2 separate regions of the Anas platyrhynchos genome follow, and region 1 is linked to region 2. A link is a contact called in public Hi-C data. All regions are on one chromosome and are shown on one strand. The core of a region is the stretch at or near the end of the contact, and the rest is flanking DNA. Distances in the headings are between cores, read along the strand shown. Region 1 overlaps LOC110352209. Region 2 has its middle 330 kb from the start of SLC35B3.

Evidence for each region. Hi-C and Micro-C count contacts between places; a contact is called where the count stands out from the background.
Region 1: a Hi-C map of liver shows a contact between it and region 2, with 2.2 times the contacts expected there. The contact joins two enhancer-like sites. A contact is called at or near these places in 2 of 8 Hi-C or Micro-C datasets (liver and subcutaneous adipose tissue).

The regions. Positions count from the first base shown.
Region 1 is chr2:91,094,617-91,099,898 of IASCAAS_PekinDuck_T2T, forward strand. It overlaps LOC110352209, which reads right to left. Exons shown (of 22, transcript XM_072033095.1): 20 at 3,458-3,664. Among named protein-coding and RNA genes, the nearest start is that of TFAP2A, 360 kb to the right of the region's middle. Within about 2 kb of position 3,660, at least 1 of the 8 cell types and tissues checked has an H3K27ac peak or open chromatin away from gene starts, as enhancers often do.
Region 2 is chr2:90,891,449-90,896,592 of IASCAAS_PekinDuck_T2T, forward strand. No RefSeq gene overlaps it. Among named protein-coding and RNA genes, the nearest start is that of SLC35B3, 330 kb to the left of the region's middle. Within about 2 kb of position 1,408, at least 1 of the 8 cell types and tissues checked has an H3K27ac peak or open chromatin away from gene starts, as enhancers often do.

The sequences.
Region 1 (5,282 bases), core at 2,410-4,909, 210 kb after region 2:
GTAAAATGGAAAATGGGTTTTACTACATGAGAATTCTTAGAGTTTTACAATGCTTATGATAAAAAGGACTACAGTTACAAGTTTAACCTCTATAATTTTTATGCTACAAATTAAAAAAATCTTTTTATTTAACATTTCCATGGCAATTTATACGTGTCACCTTGTACTTAATGTTCATTTTAAAACAGTTATTTTTGCTTTCTGCTTAGGAAACCTATAAAACTACTTCTCATACCAGACTATATATATATGTGTGCATGTGTGTGTATAAAAATACACATATATTATCTACCAGCAAAGTTAGACCTTTAATGGGAATACCATCCCTAGAAAAATATACATATTTTAAAGCAGTTATTACATAGAGAACCATTTATTCTTGCACAGTATACTTCTGTACATAGCATTTAGTAGCAGGCCTCACTTACCGTAAAAAAGTAATAATAATAACATCAAAGTGACTTTTGGCTCCTTGGCTTACGAGAAATTCACACTGAGTTCCTTGCTGAACTAGGACTGTAAGAAAAACTTGCCTTTTTTTTTTCAGTGAAGTAAAAATGATTAGTATTAGGTAGCTAATATAGTGTAAATTCCTTACAAGCAGCCAAGGACGCTGAAGCAAAATTATGCAGAATTCCTTTTATGTCTGTCAAAGAATATTTGCAGATAGAGAAAGATTGGTTTGAAGCACTGAGGTTGAAGTCACTGAGAGCTGGACACATGAAATTGAGGAAGAATTCGTCCTTGTGATTTAAATAATGTTCTCATATGTCATGTATCCTTGAGGAGGGACATACTGCCACCCCAATAACCAGAACTCGCTAGCCTGCACATACACCTCAGTTAGTTCAATGCTAATAAACTACATTTCATGCTCTCAACAATGTTTACATTTGTACACACTTCTAAAAGTTTCTGTGCTGTTTTCTGCCAAACTGCTTGTTTTCTTGTAGTATTGAAATACACATTGTTTCTGTGGAAGACTACCAATACCAAGCAGCAATCATGCTGTAACAACAGTAGGTGCTGCACATCTGATTGAAGGACATCAGTCCCCAAATGTCTGAATTAATGAGGTCCCATTCTAGTAATTAAGAAGAGGTGTTACAGCTCTTTCAGGTATGATTCCAGAAAGTCATTGAAATTAAAAAGCCAAAGCCTTTTCATTTTAATGTCTTCAGAGTTACATGTCCTCAGAGTTTCTTAATAAAAGTGAACAAACAAACAAGAAGTTACACTGAAATAATTACATTTTCACCCTCAGTGGCTTACTGTACTAAAAAGGAGGACTGTTTTGCAGGAAGAAGATTCATGCAACCCCCAGTTCCTAGATGTTGTTGAATTACATTTTGTATTCTGCAGTTATATGAGGAAAAAAAATAATATATATATATTATTTTTTTATATGTATATTATTCCTGAAGGGCAGCAACAGCAGCAAGTGACAAAACCCCATAACAGACCCACAATGGGTTTTTCTCACTCTGTTCTTGCTAAGGCCCTGGTTCTTGTACCAGAGAGAAAATGGAACCTTTCCCACAGAGATTCCAATGCAATATGGAAAATGGGAGACTTTTAAAATTTCCTCTCAGTGTACAAATGGAATATAACTTACCACTAGTGAGTGCATAGTCTTAAAACTCATTAACTTATAAAACATCCCTAATTAGGGACTGAATTAGAAAGCCATGACCCATAAAACACACAAATGTAACATTACATTCATTATCGGCTAAATGTAAGATCAGGATGTAAGTGTTACTGAAATTATTAGTCGAGCATGTTTCTGAATTGTAATTGTATTTAGGTCTACAAATATAAATGCAGCAAAGCATGCATTGATCTCCTAAATTAGAGGAACATCTTTCAAGATGCTGACATAAGACACAGCCATGCAGATTTTAGGCAAAGACAGCATTGTGGTATAATATGGGAAACTATAAAGAAGTGGCTTGAGCCATTCATGTTACACAGTGCTAACTTTGTTGATGCTGATCAGCATCAGTTTAGAAGCTGGAAGTTTCTGGGAAGCTCACTTGGGAAACCAAAATAAAATTATATGGAAAATAACAGATATACAGAAAGGATTAATGAACAGAACCAGTACATCGAGTTAAGCTTGGTGACACATGCTTGAAGACCTTCCTACTAGGAAGGAGGATGAAACCTGATGTCCAAAAAGCTGAGAACTTAACTGGGACAAAACATTCTGCACAGAGCTATCATTTGTAACAGGTGGGAAGTAGGCATGGGGCTGCATTGTTGACCTCAAAACAGGGAAAAGGCCTTCTAGCAGAAATCTGGCAAATGATTTGTACAAGGAGCTTTGGTAACAAACTCAGGCACAGACCTGGATTTGCAGGTTTTTTTGTGTTAATAATTAATTTCTACTTCATGTAGGCCACATGCCTTCTCTTGTTTTCTTTGGCCAGCTCTAGGACTCTGCTGTCTTCACTCTGGTGAATCACAAGTTCCTGGGGCACAGTATTATTCCTTGAGGACTGTTTCCTTTAAATTAAATTTTCTTTTAAAAGCCAAGTAGGGCAAAGACATTAACAGTAAAATATTTTAATGAAGAAAGCAGCCTCACAACATTAAACAGAGGAGCAGAAGCAACTTTTTCCGCATTCTGGAAAGATATACTTGAAACTTCAATTTAGAAGTGAGCAACTGAAAAATCTGTATTTCAACACCATTTGTGCTGGCTTCCTATAGTAAGCAGACCTCTAAAATGATGCTTCCACTTCTCTGGGTGGATAAAGTAATATGCTTTCATTTTTCTTCCTCTTAGATGCCAGTGTTTTGTTTTGTTTGTAAGGTCTCTCAACTCAAGGCAACAAGGAAATGAACCTCTTCTAAGCACTTGGAACAAAACATCAATTCAAGGAACAAAATGGAGTCTACGAAACACGTAATAGACAATATTTTTTAACTACCATCCTGCATTGAATTTTAGTGCACAAACTGCTTACAGTGGGCCTAAAAATATGACAACATCCAGGATTCAATCAAAAACTTGCAAGAGGCCAGTAAGTCATATGATTACTGTATGTCAGCTCTGTGTCTGAAGAAAAAATAAATAATTCTACCATACCTGTAGTTGCATATCTGTGCACACTGCTTACATAGTATATTTATATATAATAATTCCTGTATAGAATAACCTTATGTGTTTCTTAGCAATATATATTTACAAAATATTTTTTGTGTGTAGTTTCAATATATATCTTCCATAATTTCACTTAAATTACTCTATAAACTATAATAAATTATTACTTTGCATGGTAAATGCATTAACTCATTAATTTTATAATACTGTTTAGGAGTGAAGTCTTCCTATAGAAGATCTCAGTGTATACTTCATGAAGGGTCTATTTCCTGCTTTGACCCTGACCTACTTCGTAAGTGCATGCCTTTGCCTTCAATATCTGGATGTAAATAATCTGCTTGGACCTACCTCAACAATAGCCCCATCAGGCAGCCTGAGGAAGTGTCTGTAGAGTTGCTGGAAACCGCTGAGGTGTACGGTGAACACCGACATGTGAACAGTGGTACCTCTTGAGGTAGCTGCCGAGTCAAAGATTCCATCCTGGTGCTGGAGGTCACAGATGGGGACACCAGACTTGCTGGCATGGTCCTTCCAGATGTAATCATACACTGCCACCTAGTGAGACAGAAGGCCCCCCCACACACACACATGCGCACACATACAGAGTCGTCGTCCACCCCCTCCTCCCCCCCCCCCCCCCCCGACAAAAGGAACATATTTAATTAACTTCTGGCAAGAGCTTCACCGATTTAAAATGATTTTACAATAAATCTGCAAAGCCTGTACCATATGCAGGGCTTGCACACCGTTCTCTACTACAGATTTTTTATGACATAGATCTAAATAGAGGAGCTAGACAAATCCCTGGTGTATATTCTATAAAGTTAATTCTGCACAGATGAAGCTGTAATTGACTCCTGTATTAACGAAAAGTAGGGAAATCAAGCAGGGTAGGTTAAACAATCAAATGGCAATGCTGTTTTAAAAAAAAAAAAAAAAATCTTACTGATAATTTTGTGAACAAGTGTTTGTTTTTCTCTCTTTGAGAAGCCTTTGCTCCTTTACCCATAAGCACTTTTTAGTCTCTGATCTCTGTGTAGTATTAAAATAACCTTGTGCTGCTACTGAATTGTAGATGAGGAAGAGTGAATAAGGTGTATTTTAGTGTGTTGTATAAAGCAGATGTATTGACACAGTTACCTAGTTTCCTGTCTAGCTGTAAACACGTTTGCTTGGGTAGGTTTCGTACCTTCTTGTGTCAGTCAGAACTTCCATTTAACCATTTCCATGTTAATTCGGTATGCAGGCTGAGCATAATTCAAAATTTCATCTTGAACACAGCACACAGTTTAAGCACCTCATATCCTTAACTAGAACTGATAAAGAGCAGCATTTCTTTTTATACTCCCACTCAAAAGTAAGTGTTTTAACCCTTCACTTTTGCAAGGGAAACCTTAGTATAACTCTTTTTTCCCCATGAGACACCACTCCAGTTTACAGTAGGAAGGGATTGGTTCACTGTGAACACTGCATCCTTCTCTGCAACTGTTTTGTCCATTTCAGCTGCAACTGGGGGCCATGATTTTCACCAGCAGGGACTTTTGACTACCTTCACTCAAATAAATAAATAAATAACCACCAGTATTTTCAGTAAGTGTCAGAGCTGCGTGTAATTTGCAGCATGTGATTACCATGTTAGAAGCCAACTCTAAGTTGTTCAAACCTTGCCCTTTGCTGGGGTGAGAGTCTCCTTTATGAGTTCCTAGTTTTGTCTGCCAACCCTGTGGTACTATATCCATATGGGAACAGATACAGCATCAGGAACCTGTGCCTTGCCACCCACCTCAATAGCAGATGGATCAGTAGGGTAACAAGGAGTCAGACAAATCCCCCCCGCCTCTTGACACATTTCAGGTCTGGTGAGCTCCCTCTAAGGACATTTATATAATTAGCTAAGAGAACTTAACCATACTGATTTGCACACTCTTCTCCCTGAAAGCACAGCCTGATTGTGAGACAACTGAGAGTGAAAAATCACCACCAAAACTGATGATGCCATGCTAAGTTGCATCACCCTAGTCCAGGCAAGGCATGGTGAGAATGGTAAATGGAACACTTGACTCGTACCTTTCTCAAAGTTATCCAGTACCATGATTTTTTTCTGATGGCATGTTCAGCAATATGCAGGCACATACAATGACCAGAAATCAACCCCAGGAAAGGAAAGAGCAGC
Region 2 (5,144 bases), core at 158-2,657:
TTCAGGTATGTAACAAAAAGACAGGTATGATTCAGGGTCATCATTCTGGTTTTGGACCATCCATTGCAGAAACACCCTAACATTTATTCCTGAAGTGGCATTAATAATGGGTCTTACTATTCTGTATTAAACATTTAGGTCTGAACATCACAATGAAGTATGGAAAAGTACAATATAACTTTAAACAGATACACCTATGATTTACCATCTAATTGTTTACTAGCAGTGCTTTTTCAAATCTGTAGTGCCTTTACTATGTACATACATAGCATAAATACATATTAAGGTGATTAAAAAACAATCATGCTATAATATATTATTTCCTCTATTGACTTGTTTGTATACCTACTTAATGTGGCTAGCTAGTTAGATGTTTTAAAAAATAGCAAACAAACAAACAAACAAATATGATTTCAAGACACTACATTAACAATTAATTATCAAACTCTATATTTGCTATTTGCTCTTATTCTAAGGGTGATTCTTGTTTTCTGCCTCTCCTCAAGAAAGCTTTGTCTCCTGTGATAGGCAATGGCAAAACACAACAAAATAAAACAAACAAACAAACAAAAAACACTAGGATGACCATGACTTAGATTAAGTCCTAAATACTGAGTGATCTATTTTTCTTGATCTATTTTGCAAATTTTGGCCAAATCTGTCAGACACTGGCATACCTAGCTGTGGAATTCTGATAAGTTTCTGAGGCAGATACTCTCTGCATTTTGGTTTGATTTATGGAAGTTTAACTAAACCAGACAGCCTGCTAAGACCTACAAGTTCCTGTTTAAAATATATAACTCACAATGTGTGAATGCTTTCCCCTGAAAATGTATTGATTGCTTTGTATTTACTTAAGCATCATCAACATGTCCAGAGTCTTGGCTAAAGTTCAGGGAATGTAATGAAAACTTCATTGTAACACCATCACACAAGCTGAGACAACATTTGGGCCAGCCAATCAAAGAACATGACCTCTATCTCTTTCACTCATACATTATATTTCCTCTTGCTAGTGTGGGGAAACCAAAGAGGTGTTATACTTTGAATAAGGAAGAATTCACCCAAAAGAATTCCTCCTGGGGGCAATTGGACCCCTTGCACTGAGCAAAGTGATTACATTTGAGGTACAGGGCAGTATATGTGGAAAACTGTGTTTGGCAACTGGTTGGCCCATGACAAAACATCGTATTTCACACTCAGGTACACAGCAATTGTTTTTACTTAAAAAATCATTTTGAAGATATCCACAGATACATTTTGCTTATGGAGCTGTAATCATTAGGTTAAATTGCTGTGTGCTTGGCATTTCGACTTTCAAGCCTAAATAAGTTCTTTCACAGCTTCCTAAAGATGTTGAATCCAAATCATAAACTGTCTTTTCAGTGGAAGCAACCCACTTCAAGGCCATGGTAGTTATGCTGTACACAAAACACTGAGTTCAGGGTTGCGCTCACTTCTTTTAAGGACAATAGAACTCTTTTCCTTCTTTTCTTTCTACAAACCAGATTCAGCCTGGTTACATTAAATTCTTATGTTAATGTTCCATTAATTAGCTTTCTTTTCTTTATATTTTGTCTTCATTGTTCTCCTTTTACTTTGTTTTACTCCCTGTATAATTAAAATGTTTAACATTGTTCCTTCCTGTGGTCAGGACACATTCGCTTAAATCTATTTCATTCTCAATCAAGGCAGAGGACAAATGGAAGCAATTAAAACTAGGAATCCTTCCCCAGTCCTCTCCACTGCCCAGCCTGTAACGCTGCAACATCGCTGGTGTAAAATAATCCAACCTTTGCCATTTCACACTCCAGCATCTGCTCTGGGCCTCTAACCCGCTCCAGGCGAAGACATGCCAAGAGGAGGCCACAGCAGCGTGGTATTGCCGTGCCATTAGCCAGTGGCTTGGGATAGCTGAGGCTTTTCTGAGGAAATAAGCGTGGTTTTATTTAACCTTCTGTATATCTGTCTATAGATGTGTGCCCGTGTATGTATTAGCACACATCCCCCTCACAAACCCGCCCCCACAGGCTCGCTGCCTGCAGGCCTGTAGGTGGCGCCTCAACACCGCCCACCTGCACGGGGCCGCCGGCGGAGGCGGTGGGGCCCGGCGGCAGGCACCATTGGCCGTTAACCGCCGCGTTTTCGGCGTTGATAAATTATTATTATTATTATTATTATTTTTCTCCCGTGCTTGTCATTCATTTCGCACTTGTATCCCGCTTGGGTACAGGGGGCCGTCAGCCAGAACGAACAAAAGCCCGTGATGTGGCTGCGGGGGTGGGGGGCCGAACAGTGTGTTCTCCTTCCCCTGGTTGCCCACATCACTCACGAGTGCCCTTTGGTTAAAAACGTAAATAAAAATAAAATAAAAATAAAAATTAAGAAAAAAAAAAAAGGATGAGCAGAGATGCTGGTTGCTTCTTGAGGGAGATGTACTCTGAAAAGTGGCCAGTGGAGAGGCCTTGCAGGAAGGCCTGCAAAAGGCAGCCCTGGTATACACTGCTGCCTATGCACTGCCGGCCCTGGCCTAATGGACTTCTGCTGTACAGAAAAGCTACCAAAACAAAAGAACAAACAAACAAACAAACAAAAACAGTTAATTAAAAATATCGTACATCTCTGCATAATGTTTAGCTTTCTGTCCTTTTTTCACCTCAGCTTTAGTTTTATGTGGTAGAGTTGTCTCTGATCAGCGGGACCTGACTCTGCCCAGCTACAGTCACTGGTCAGTTTAGGTCACTGCATTCTCAACAGAGCTGCTCTTGTGCTGTATTTTCACATAAGCTGAGTTTACGTGCCAGGCATAGTTTTGCTATGCTGGCATAAAACTCGTTCAATGGAATGGTGAATCTCTCCCTTTTTGAAAATAATTGGTAAAGAAGCAGCTTGCACATTAAAACAAAGAAAAACCATCCCCCATTATTCCATTAAGCTTATTCTCAGCACTTCGGCCATACAACACTGTACTGCACAGCAAAGGAAGGGCTCCATATATCAGTGAGATGTGCAGAGCTCTGGTGGCAGCCACAAAATGGCACCCAGGCCTAAAGGCAAGGTGGATGCCAGTGTTAGAGCACCTGCCTTGGATGCAGATAACCACAGATTTAGTCCTGCTCACTCACATGAACTGTGCTACAATGTGGCTGGGAGTTGGATGGGGAAGGCGAATAGTTGTAGCTTCAGTAGAGTGTGCTGAGCTGTGGATCCCCACCTGAAGTAGGGGAACAGTTAGACACTGAGTTTAGCTAACACAAGCTAGATCCTTCTCCACGTAGATCACATCTCAGCTTCTTGACTGCCTCCTGTGCCCCACAGTAACCAACTTTTTTGCACAATACATCCACATCCGTGTGTAACCAAGGGACCTAAGTAAGGGCTGTAGTTTTAACTCAGAGAGATACAATTTCAGCTCTCACTTGCTGTTTTCCTCCATGTCTATAAAAGGGAATTACTGCTATTTTGACTTCCCCAAAGACTGTTGTAAGGCAAACCTACTGAACACTGTGGGACAACCTTCTACTATGCTGATATAGGAAAAGTAAGGGAAGGAAATATGTTTTTAAAAGCTAACTTCTTACTTTTTGAGTATTTATTTTTTATTAAACACAGAAATTCACACTGATACACACTGATAAAATCAAAAGATTTATTTAAGGGGTTTCTTTGTTAGCCCATATCAGTTTATAAAGTAACTGGGCAGTGCAGACCTGTACAATGCAGCCTGTTACAAAAGGTGTAAGGGATTTAAATACCAAATACCCATTTTGAGAAGATGACAGGATAACAGTAGAATTACTGCTCTACTAATTCTACTTGATCATTTTCAGTCACATTTGACAGAATCACAGCTCAGTGTCAAAAAAACTATTCTTCAGTCCACCATTTCTCAAAAATCCTCTTCTGTGAGCAATACAGTCATTCCAAAATGATGGGTTATTTCTGGAAAAAGGAAAATGTCTTGTTTGTGATATCTAGCCTTCTACATTTGTATGCTTTTAAAATAAGTACTTAGGATATTAAGAGGGGAAAGTAATGGTTTTGCATCTTTGTTATTAGAATGTTTACTTCTCTTGCTTCATTGATTTTTTATTACGGTTCCAAGGTTAGAAATAAGGATCGTCAGTGGCAGCTTTTTTGCTGCTTGCTTTAGTTTCAAGTGATAATTTCAGGAATATTTTATTTTGCTTTATTTCTCGCTATCCACACATGCTGTCTACCTTTCTATCTTACATTTAACAGGAATAGGTGGTTTTTAAAAAGCCACTTTGGAAAAGTTTCATGGCTGCAACATGCCAGCATAAAAGACAGATAGTATCAAGCCGAGCTGCCTTTGTTGCTGCTGCTGCTGTCTTGGCATCTGTCGATGAAGAGCGCTCCAATCTGGGGATCCCTGCTGGGGTGAGATATGGCCATGTCTCCAGCAACGGACCAAGCAACACTGGTGCCAGAACACTGCAACCATCTGATGCAAGTCTCTCCTAATGAAAGTCCAGCATGGGGCTAAATGAGTTTCCTCCACTGCTGGGTGAGGGGCTAATGATAAAAGCACTCCCTGGGCTCACTGCTGCTGTTGGTAGCTTTGTCAGGGCATATGGCAATTGGCTAACTACAGTTCCTGAGAGGTTTACCCTTGCTCTGTTACCTCTGGAACTGGCTCATGGGCTCTTCCAAGAGTTGCGTGCAGGGGTACGTGTGCAAGCGGGCATGTGGGTGCTTGCTGGGGAGCACAGGGAACGGGTGGGGAGGCCTGGGGTGGTGGTATTTTGGCACCTGTTGACTGCTATTATTGATGCTGGAGAAGCACAGCTCACACAAAATCTGTACCGGTTTGCAGTAGGAAAAGCTAAAGCTGTGCTAGTTAACAAGGTTAGCTGCTCTCCCTCACACTCAGATGCAAATGTTCCTGGAATGTGTGGGCTGAGGCACTCGGCATTTTCAGTCACAGCATTCATATTTTTATTAATGTAAAATAATAATATTTTTAATGAATAGGCCACTTGTGGCCAGGAAGTCCCTAGGCAGCTCATGAAATACAATTTATAATAATGAGAGAAAGAAGGCAGATTTTATCTTTTAGAAGTAAACCTTTCATTAGAGAAAGCAGTGAGAAGTAGGGTGGAGAATGCTAGAATAACAGAAAA